Linked DNA regions of Capsicum annuum: region 2 is linked to region 1. A link is a contact called in public Hi-C data. All regions are on one chromosome and are shown on one strand. Each heading gives the region's core, a stretch centred on a gene start, on an enhancer-like site or on the middle of the called end of the contact. The rest is flanking DNA. Distances are from core to core; before and after follow the strand shown. Region 1 holds the start of LOC107847800 (myosin-10). Region 2 holds the start of LOC107848342.

What was found. A called contact is a pair of places that touch in the nucleus more often than the background predicts.
Region 2: a contact with region 1 is called in a Hi-C map of leaf, with 2.6 times the contacts expected there. The contact joins the promoter of LOC107848342 here to the promoter of LOC107847800 in region 1. A contact is called at or near these places in 2 of 5 Hi-C or Micro-C datasets (leaf and placenta).

The regions. Positions count from the first base shown.
Region 1 is chr11:106,944,169-106,949,089 of UCD10Xv1.1, forward strand. LOC107847800 (myosin-10) reads right to left here and starts at 3,668. Exons shown (of 5, transcript XM_016692296.2): 1 at 1,964-3,668; 2 at 1,802-1,878; 3 at 1,490-1,601; 4 at 1,212-1,328. The coding sequence starts at 3,352.
Region 2 is chr11:107,076,766-107,082,321 of UCD10Xv1.1, forward strand. LOC107848342 reads left to right here and starts at 1,439. Exons shown (of 3, transcript XR_007046762.1): 1 at 1,439-1,653.

The DNA of each region.
Region 1 (4,921 bases), core at 2,418-4,917:
CCCCTTAAGTGTTTAGCTATAAGCTGTTAGAATAGCAGTTTTACTTTACTCTAGGTACGAGGCATATTCTCAAATCCTAAATCTGAAATATCCCTTGTACAAACTTACATAATCATCTTTAATTAATAGCAGGATTATACAACCAAACGCCCTCAAGTGTTTAGCTATAAGCTGTTAGAACAGCAGTTCCACTGTATTCTAGGCTACGAGGCATATTCTCATATCCTAAATCTGAAATATCCCTTTTACAAACTTACATAGTCATCTTTAATGGATAGCAGGATTATCAAATTTCGCATAGAAATTTTGTTCCTCCGCATGCTTCAAATAACAATTAAGTGATACATCTTACAAGCACAAAACAGAGAGATTCTATGAACTAAAATTTGACATATGTAAGACAATAACCCCCTCTTCCAACCCCCACAAAAAAAAAAACGAAAGAAGAAAAAAGGAAAGTAAAGAGCACTAAAACAATATTAAGATCCATCTCTCTTTATGAAGTAGGAGTATTAAATATCTTTTATTGTTCCAAAGAGATTTAAAGGCCAAAGGAAACGAGATTTGCACTTAAAACCCATGAAAAGGTGTCCAGATGGAAAGAAAAAAATCAGCCTGAAGGAGATACTCTCTCTTCATTCTAAAATATAGTAGCTGACAAAAAAGTTGAAAGATTTTGGCAGGAGTAATGACCTAACTTGTTTTAGCCTGACAAATAAATCAGAAACGTGCTAACAGGTTCTTATCAATTGAACAACTATGACAAGATGTGTTTGCTTGTGTCTAATGGAAAACAGAACAGCAGAAAAGCACAAACTCCTAGCATGACAAAAGATACGGATCCAGGATTTTAAAGTTGGGTTTCTACGGCGATCTCGAGTTAATATACAATAATAATTGGGACCATAGTCAGATGTTTATAGATATTTAGTGGATTTCCTCTATGTTGCTCGGACTCTTCAAAAATATGAATGGGTGTGTCTCGATCCGACACGGGTGCAAAAACATTTTTACAAGGTCAATGGAGAGTCCAAGCAAAATTGAATTTCCTAATACATATATACAAGGTCTGAGAAAAAGCTAATGAGTTCAGTGAACCCGTAACTTATAACCTAGCTCCGCCCTGAATATATCAGATTCTACTTGTTAAAAATGCATATATGATTTTCAGTATCATTAATTAAACTACATTAAGATTAAGCATCCATTACCTGTGCTGCACATTCTCGCTCAACAGCTTTGCCTGCAGCAGCTTCTTGCTGTGCAGCCACTTTCCACCGTGTAATTTCTTCTTCAGCAGTAGTGATATCCAGCATAAGCCCTTCAACCTACAATGAACCAGTTGGTATAAGACTTCATAATATGACAAGAAAACATGCATATCAGATATCCATAATTCTCGTAAGCGAACCTCCACAAAGGACATTAAACTCTATGAACTAAATACTAGTATGATGAGATACTATATTGAGATAAGACAGTGGCTTACATTTTCATTTGCCACCCTCTCCTTTTCTTCAAGTTCCTCCACACGTTGCTTCCATTGACTGAGTTCCTTTGCTTGAGTTTCCACATGTTCCTTCAGTAAACTTGACTCTGCCCTTTGATTCAGTAAAGCAAAATGACAAAACAACCAACTCAGGGTAAGAATAGAATATGTCCCTACTCGAGCGTTTCTAGAGAGGGAAAAAAGATAAAGGGCCAATGCGTTAATCTGTTTTTTCAAATAGAGTATCATAACATAGTAAAGAAATGCATCTCAGACAAAAGGTTAACCCAACATAAGCTTGACAGGGGGTACCTTAGCTCTTCAACAGTATGTTTAAGGTCAATGATCTCAACCTGAGACTGCTTAATTATATTCTCTAATGCACCAGCCTACATCAAGAACATCAAGAACATCAATGAATTAATAAAATAACAAGAAACTGTGAATGCAAATTTGTATTTAAAAAGGACTTACCAAAGCATATACTTCATCCTCTTCTGTATCTTCGGCATGCATTTTATTATCAGAAGCAGGGTTCTTACCATCACCAACGTGATTGTTGAACTTGTAATTTATCCCAGCTTCTCTCAATCCATTTTCCGCTATCTTAAACAATTCATTTGTTTTGGATGACAAATCCACTGAAATTCTCTTTGAAAGAGCACTTCTCAGTAAAGACCCAATCTGTTCTTTTTCTTTTACTAATTGTGAAACTGACTCGTTTAGGCTTTTCACTTCATGACTTCTTTCTTCTAGCAAATCCCTTGTTTTCTGGACAACAAATTCACTCATTTCATATATAGATTCCAATCCCGCTAAAACTGCCCTTATATTCTCGTCCATATCCATCTCTTGAGCAAGAAACAAGGATTCCGACAACTCAGATGCCTTCCGCGCATCAACAACCTTAACAGCACTATGAATCTGTTTGTGTATTTCCGTAACATGTTTCAATTGCTCAGCAAGTAATGATCTTTGCATTTCCATCCTTGATTCTAAACTGCTCGACTTACCTTCATATTCCTTCACCAAATCTCTCAATTCAACCACTTCACTCTCCAAAGCCTTTTGCTTCCCACACACCTCTCGTTCCAATTCAAACAATTTCTCATCTTTTTCACCTACAGCTTTCTCTAAACTCTCAACAACATTATCCTTCTTCGCAACCTCCTCTCTCAAACCACTAATCGTTGACTCTAACTGCGAAACTTCAATTGCAATTTCATAATTCCTATGATCCATTTGTTCTCTCGCCTCATTTCTCGACTTTGCTGCCAATTCAATCTGTCCCAACAATTCCTCTACAATATCATTCGTCCTTTTAATCACGCCATACGCCACTGCTGGAAACCCTGTATATTTCTGTGACCTCGGTAATCCACCAGCTACAAAATTCTTAAATTGACTTACTTTACCAGATATCTTATCAATTCCACTAACTAACATTGAACCAGCAGTTTCCATCTCACTTCTCATCGAATCTTTCGCTTTCTTCACTTCTTCCAACTGCTTCGACAATTCATCTTTCTGCTTAATTTCTTCTTCCAGTTCCTCCTTTATCTTCCCAACTGTTATTGAAACTTCTTCTTTCTCCCGCAAAGCTTCATCGCGTTGTCTCGAATGCTCGTCGCGCTTTTTGATAGCGTCATGAGCGAGTACTCGCAATCTATTGAAGGAAACTTGTAGCTGTGATTTAGAATCCTCGGCGGCTAATCGAGCCTGGCGTTCTCGATCGAGCTCAACCAGCATTTCACGGAACTTGTCAATTGAAACATCTTCATTTGTTATATCAATAGGTATCGGATCATCGGCCTCTACGTCGCTTAATACGGCGTCATTGTCTTCTTCACCGATGTTCGACATCGGAAAAACGTTTCAGCATCAATGAATAATTGAAACCCTAGAAGTAAGTCGACTAAGTATGAATGGAAAGTGATTAGGAAGATATGGTGATTGCCGGAGACTATGTCGGAAGGATCTATTTTTTCTTTTGTTTTATTGTATGGAGGAATAATCGAAGAAATCAAAATGCAGGAAAGGAAAAAGAATAAAATTTGGAGGGTTCAATTTCGCTACCAACTACTTCATGTTCTTTACGTTCTTTACGTTTTTTTTTTTTTTTTATATAATTATTTTTAATTATTAGTATTTGTTTACTGTAATTTTTTTCTTTCCCTAGATTTCGGTTTTCAATTCAGTTTTATGTTTCCCCTAAATCTGGAGGAAAATTGAGGGGTACGTGTTGTGATGTTTTTTTTTTGGTAATTACGATACTTAGTATTATAATAGCATCATAACAAAAACTACATGGAGGTAGTTGGTAGTATAGTCATCGTAGTATCTGCACATAGTGCAATATTTACAAACCATTCATAGAACTAGTAGGAGTATTAATAGAGACGCTAGGCAGTAAAGCTGCTGCAGATTTGACACACCTAGTAGCAAAAATTCCTCGCATATCAGCCCGCAAAAACTTCTTCAAATCTTGAGGAGGTGACCAAAAAGTGGATACAGTATCCATAACTGAAGAACTATGAAATAAACTGGATGGTAGTGCAATAGAGATGACTTTTTTTTCCCAGGCCATCAGCTAGCCTGTTTTGTTCCCTGTAGACCAAGCTTACCACCAGATTACCCATGTGTAGGAGCAGATACCTACAGTCATCCAGAAGCGAAAAACTGTCAATAAAATAATTAGCACTTATTAACATTGTTACCACTTGCGTAGCATCCACATTTATTTCAAGAGATTTGAAATTATGTTTAACAGCTAGCTGTAAACCTGCAAAAAATGCTAAAAGTTCAAGGTGAGTTATGTCCTGAATAGTTGTAAAAGCAGTAAAACCCATTATCCAATCACCTCTGCGGTTACGGAAAACCCCCCTAACCCGCCAATACTATGCTCCGAAGATATAGCAGCATCAGTGTACAGCATGAGATTGTTAATATTTGGAGGGTTCCATTTGGCATTAACAGTGATGGGAATACTGGTATTGTGTAAGTTTCTTGCTAAATACCAAAATTCCGCAGCCATATTAATGGCTAAGAGTGGTGATGGTTTAGTCCCATGTCCATTAAAAAGGTGTTTATTACGTTGGTTCCAAATAACCGACAAACAGTAAGGGAGCAGGACTCCAAGAGGTAGCCGAGGAGAATTGGTGGTATACGTGTTGTGATGTTTACTCGTTGATTTATCTTTTTTTGGCTTTTATGATCGAAAAAGGGAAAATACTAAACAAATGAAGCTTCCTTTTTTTATATTTATGGAATTTTGATTGACACATTCTTTGAATATATTTTATTATATTATTTTTTAATTAATATTTAAAGTATAAGATTTTAAAAATAATTTGAAGGATAAATAATTAATACTAAAGTTAAAATAGATTTTTTTGAACCTTTTCTTGATTAGTCCAAAGTGATAAGTAAAAA
Region 2 (5,556 bases), core at 189-2,688, 130 kb after region 1:
ACATGATTTATGAATATATATCACAACGGAGAATGAAAAATCCTAAATAGATCAAATTTGAGTTTTTACTCAAAGAAGATAAATACCCAATTTATTTTTCAACAAAAAGCTTGAGTACGTTAATGGAGAAAAGAGTTTCAATAAAGTTTTGTTGGTTGAGTATGTGAATGGAGAAAGAGAAAAGTACTTCAGAAAATTTTTTGGATAATGAAATATTTTTTTACATCATAATACACTTTTTCTTTTAATAAAGTTGTTTGATAAAAGTGTGCAAAGTTTGAATTAAAATATAATATTTTTTATCATAATTATCAATATACTATTTAAGGGGAAGATTGATTACAACCCTATAAATATGGGACTAATTTTAAATTATATAATTAAAAAACAAATTTTGGAAATCAATAAAAATAATATATATTTTAAAAAGTTACTATAACTTACAATGAAAAAGCTATTATTGCAATTATCTAAAAGTGATGCTAGAATTTGTAATTTTGAATCTAATAATGGTATATGAGATAATTTTCTCTATTTTTATTTACATAAAAAATAAACAACTTGTTCCTCTGGCACCGAAGGCCCAAACCAAACTAACATTCTAACCGATCCAAGAGATATTTAGCCTAAAATATATCTAGCCCACTCTATATTTCCTTTCTGATTTTTTCAGACACTCTCTATTTCCCTTCTGATTTTTTTCAGGGCCTCTTTCCTTTTCATTTATTAATTTTATTTTTTAAATATTTATTATTTTATTTGTTTATGGCTAAATGATAATTTTTTGATAACTATTAATTTAATTATTCACAAGAGAAATTCGTAGATAACTTTTCGAACTTGTATATGCATTGAATGCGATAGATAAATAGTTATTTAGTGTATATATAATGTATTGATATTGTATATATCTGTATAAACATGTATCAATATTTTATAAATAGTTATGTAATGTATCAATAAGTATAAATGATGTATAAACGTGTATCGATATTATATAAATAGTGTATAAATATGTATCAAAATCATGTAAATGGTATATTAAAGTGTATCGATATATATCAATATTATGTAAATTAATTATGTAGTAATATATATATATATATATATATATATATATATATATACGTTTCAACCTAATAAATAAAAGTATAAATACAAAATAATAAAATAACATAGTTGTTTCTTTTCTTTTTTTCATAAAAGATATGAAATAATTAAGAGCAAAAAGTAGTTAATAAAAAAAAGAGCAACAAATTTTAATTATTTTAATAAATAAAGAGGAATAACATAGTGAAAAAATAGCACTAATATTCTTTTAAAAAAAATTGGAGCGGAAAAGTTTTAAAAAAACAACTAGTTTTTTTTATATAAAAAAATAGGGCAGAAAAAGAAACATTTTTTTAAAAAATGCCGTAAAAAAAAAACCAACATAAATGATGTTTTGTAGATTAAAGGCGGGAACAAGCCCATTTATTAAACCAAAAAAATGTACAACCAAACCAGAAAAGGCCTGGTCCAAACAAAAATGGGTCTTGACAACTTGAAATAAAATTTTCAAAATAAACTTAAAATGCAGATAAATCTCAACTTGCTCATACCAAAGTGTGGATATTCATACCAGTCGACATCTTGAATCTCTCACCAGGTGAGGTACTTCTATCCAAAGAAAAACGTTTTCAACTTGGTATATATATGTATTTGACTTATCTGCTCCCCATTGCTTGTGTTTCATTATCTGTTCAAGTTATGTAGAAACCCTTTAATCTTGCTATAGTTGTGCTGAATGCTTATCTGAATATATGGTGTGCCTTTTTTTATCCAATTCAATTATACTCCTTCCTTTTGCTGGTATTTCTGTGACATTATTAAATAAGTAATTCCCTGCAAAATAAAAAACTAAGTTAGTTAAAAAATCAACAAGAGTATTACCTTTCCGAAGGGAATGTGATACTCTTACTATCATTTTTTTCAATCAAATCCTTGATGATGTTGACCTCAATTGTTACACACCCTGGTATCTCCCAATTTCCCTGAATAATTTGACACATACTCCATGAGTCAGTTTCCACAATTAGCTGTTGAATAGATTGGCTTCTGCAATAAGTCAGACATTACTTTATTGTTGTTGCTTCAGCTACCAGACTTGTATCAGGGATTTTCAAACCCTTAGCCATAACTGAGTTACCTCATGCATCCCTCAAAATAAAAAGCAGCTGAACTGGGGCCTGGGTTTCCCTAGAAGCCCCATCAATATTAGTCTTAAACCAGTTTTGAGGGGGTGGACACCACCTAACTACTCTTGTCAAGTAAGTAGGTCTATATCCATGTAAAAAATGCACCATATAAGGCCAATCCTTACCTGCAACCTCCACTTTAAATTTGACTTTCATAAGCTTTACAATTGTGTCGTTGATGTCCTAAAATTATTTTCTCCAACTGTAAGACCCACCATGCATCTTATTATTTATTCTTTTCCATCAAAACCATATGATAACTATAGGAATCACCTTATATGCAACTTTAACTCTAGAATTACCATTTTTCTCCCACCACAATCTGACACATTGCTTTAAATTTAACCTTAGGTCAATTATTCCTGCTGCTTCACAGTAATGCTGCCATATTTTCTCTGCAATGTCCCCTTTTAGAAAAAGATGATTAATACATACATATTAGTGAGAAGTGTTAGGTTCCCACTGATGCACAACAACTACTACTGGTACCTTTCCTAACCAGACCCTCAAAGTAAGAAAAGAAAGTTTAAAATAAATACCTAGATACCAAACACTCTTGATAGTGAATTTCCCACTACTGGTTTTGGTCCACTAAGGTCTGTCACTTTTATTTTCAAATTGCACCATATTCATGTTATTTCTGATATGATTAACCACTTCATCTGGGACTGATTCTTGCATTTTCTCAAAATTCTATCCTTTTTTATTTAAGAAATCACCAACATCCTTTAGGGGATAACATGTCTGCACATTAGAAGGCTTCATAAGCAAAGGTCCTGTGTTTGTCTAGTTGTCAAACCAGATTGTAGATGTACCACTTTTAGGCTCCCATCATATTAAATTTTAAATTTTCTCCCTGTTTTCCAACAATGCTTTTCACTTTTGTGAACTACCTTTCCATTGAACTAAAGTTGGTATTTGTTTCTTGTAGTATTTGTTCCACAAGAAATTAGTCCACAAGTTACTTTGCCTTCTAAATCTCTACCATAATTTAGCGTACATAGCCTTAGAGACATCATTCAAGGCTCTCAAACCTAGCCCCCTGCCTTCTTTTGTAAACAAACCTTATCCCATGCACACCAATGCTTGCTCCTACCATTCTCCTTATTACTTCAAATAAACTTTGCGAATATCCCATGCAACGCTTGAATGACACACTTTGGAGGAACAATTGTAGATAGGACATATATGGTATACTTTGCAATAGCTTATCAAAATAACTTACTTCCCTCCATATGAGAGCATTCTACCTTTTCATGCTTTTAAATTTCCTCTAACTATCTAGTAGATCTGCATAGTGCTCTTTACTCTTCTTTTGGGAAATGGGAAAACCAAGGTATTTCAAAGAAAAAGATTCCTTAGCCATTCCTTTACTTTACTCCACCCGCGGCACCATGTTACTATCAGTATTTCGATGTATGTAAAAGAAACTTTTGTCTTTGTTCACCTATTGCCCTGATTTTTGCTGATACTCATGCAAAATCCGCATAATTCTCTCATAAAGTACTTATTAGATGAAGCAAAAATGATGGTGTTATCTGCATATGCTGGATGATTAAGATTAAAGATCCATGTAGGTATTCCATATCCAACATAACAAGGGTCCTGAAATAAATTATTAAGAGCCTTTGTCAACACCTCAATAGATAGTATAAAAAGAGCAGGAGATAATAGGTCCCCTTGTTTTACTCCTCTAATGGAGTGGAAAAAACCTGCAGGCTGCCTATTTAACAAGACAAAATAGTAATTATTAGAGATTAATCTCCAAATTATATCTACCACCCTATTATAAAAGCCCATTTTCCTCAGCACCCTCATTAAGAAAAATTCGGAAACTCTGTCATATGCTTTAGACATATCTAATTTTAATTCCACAATAGCACGTTTCCCCCTCTTACCAATGTCTATAATTAATTTTCGAGTCAAAATTACATTTTCAATTGTGCTTCTTCCCTTTACGAAATTGGATTAATTAGGATAAATCAGTCTAGGAAGTATTCTGTCAAGCCTATCATGAACAATTCTTGAAAGAATCTTGTTCACAAAATTACTTAGACTAATAGGCCTTAAATCTGATACAAATTGTACATTTTATTTCTTAGGAATGAGGAATAAATTAGTATGAGTAATAGATTTAGGAAGAGTGTTCCCTGCTAAAAAACTCCATTACCATCCTACAAATGTCAGACCCAATAATATCACAGCATGATTGATTAAAAAACCCAGAAGACCATCCGGGCCGCAAGTACTATCACCATTTAGGCTAAAAATTGCCTGTCTCACTTCTTCTTCCATATGAATAGTTTTAATAGCTATGTTATCCTCAACAGAAGTTAATTCAGGGATGTAATTCACAAAGAAAAAATATTACCTTCTCTTTCTTGAGTAAATTGTTTTTGATAAAAATCAATGACAACATCTGCGATCTGTTTATCATCTTCCAACCAACTACCATGTGTATCTAAAATTCTGCTTATATTCAATTTATTCCTTCTTTCTTTGACTAAATTATGAAAGAATTTGGTATTTCTATCACCACTTTTAAACCAATCATACCCTGCCTTTTGTTGCCAATAACTCTCTTCCAAATGAAGATATTTGGCATATTCAGCTTTATCTCTTTCCATGGAGACCCTATTTTTAGGAGTTAGGAACTCTTCAAATAGATTCTCTTTGATTTTGACAATTTCTTCTGTAATTAATAACTGCTGATATTTCTCCCTGCTCCACATAGATAGAGCTTTTTTAACCTGCTTAATCTTCTTCTTGAAATCTAGGAATGGATTATCCGACATAGCCAAATCCCAATTTCTTTTAACAACCTCTTTAAAATTCTTATTCTTTCTCCAGAATTTCAAAAAATTAAAGGACCTCTTCACTTTATGAATATTATTATCACAACTCAGAAAAAGAGGAGCATAATCATATCCATCTCTTGGTAAATGCTCTACTTCAGAGATAGTAAAAAGACCCTTAAACTCCTCATTAGTCAACACCCTATCCAATCTTTTAAATATGCAATCATCCCCTGCTCGACCATGCCACCAAGTAAAAGGGATACCTTTGTGTTGAACTTGCAATAAATCACATATTTCAATTCAATAATGAAATTATCTATATCCGATTCAGTAACTATAACTCCACCTATCTATTCTTCTCTATTTAGCACAAAATTTAAGTCACCACCTATAATTCAAGGGCTGATATTACCATTATCTAGAGACACTATTTCATCCCATAACGCCACCATGTCTCTCCTATCACACTTTGCATACACAATAGTAGTTTAAAATTCAAGTCTAGGAAATTGGTTGGCTGC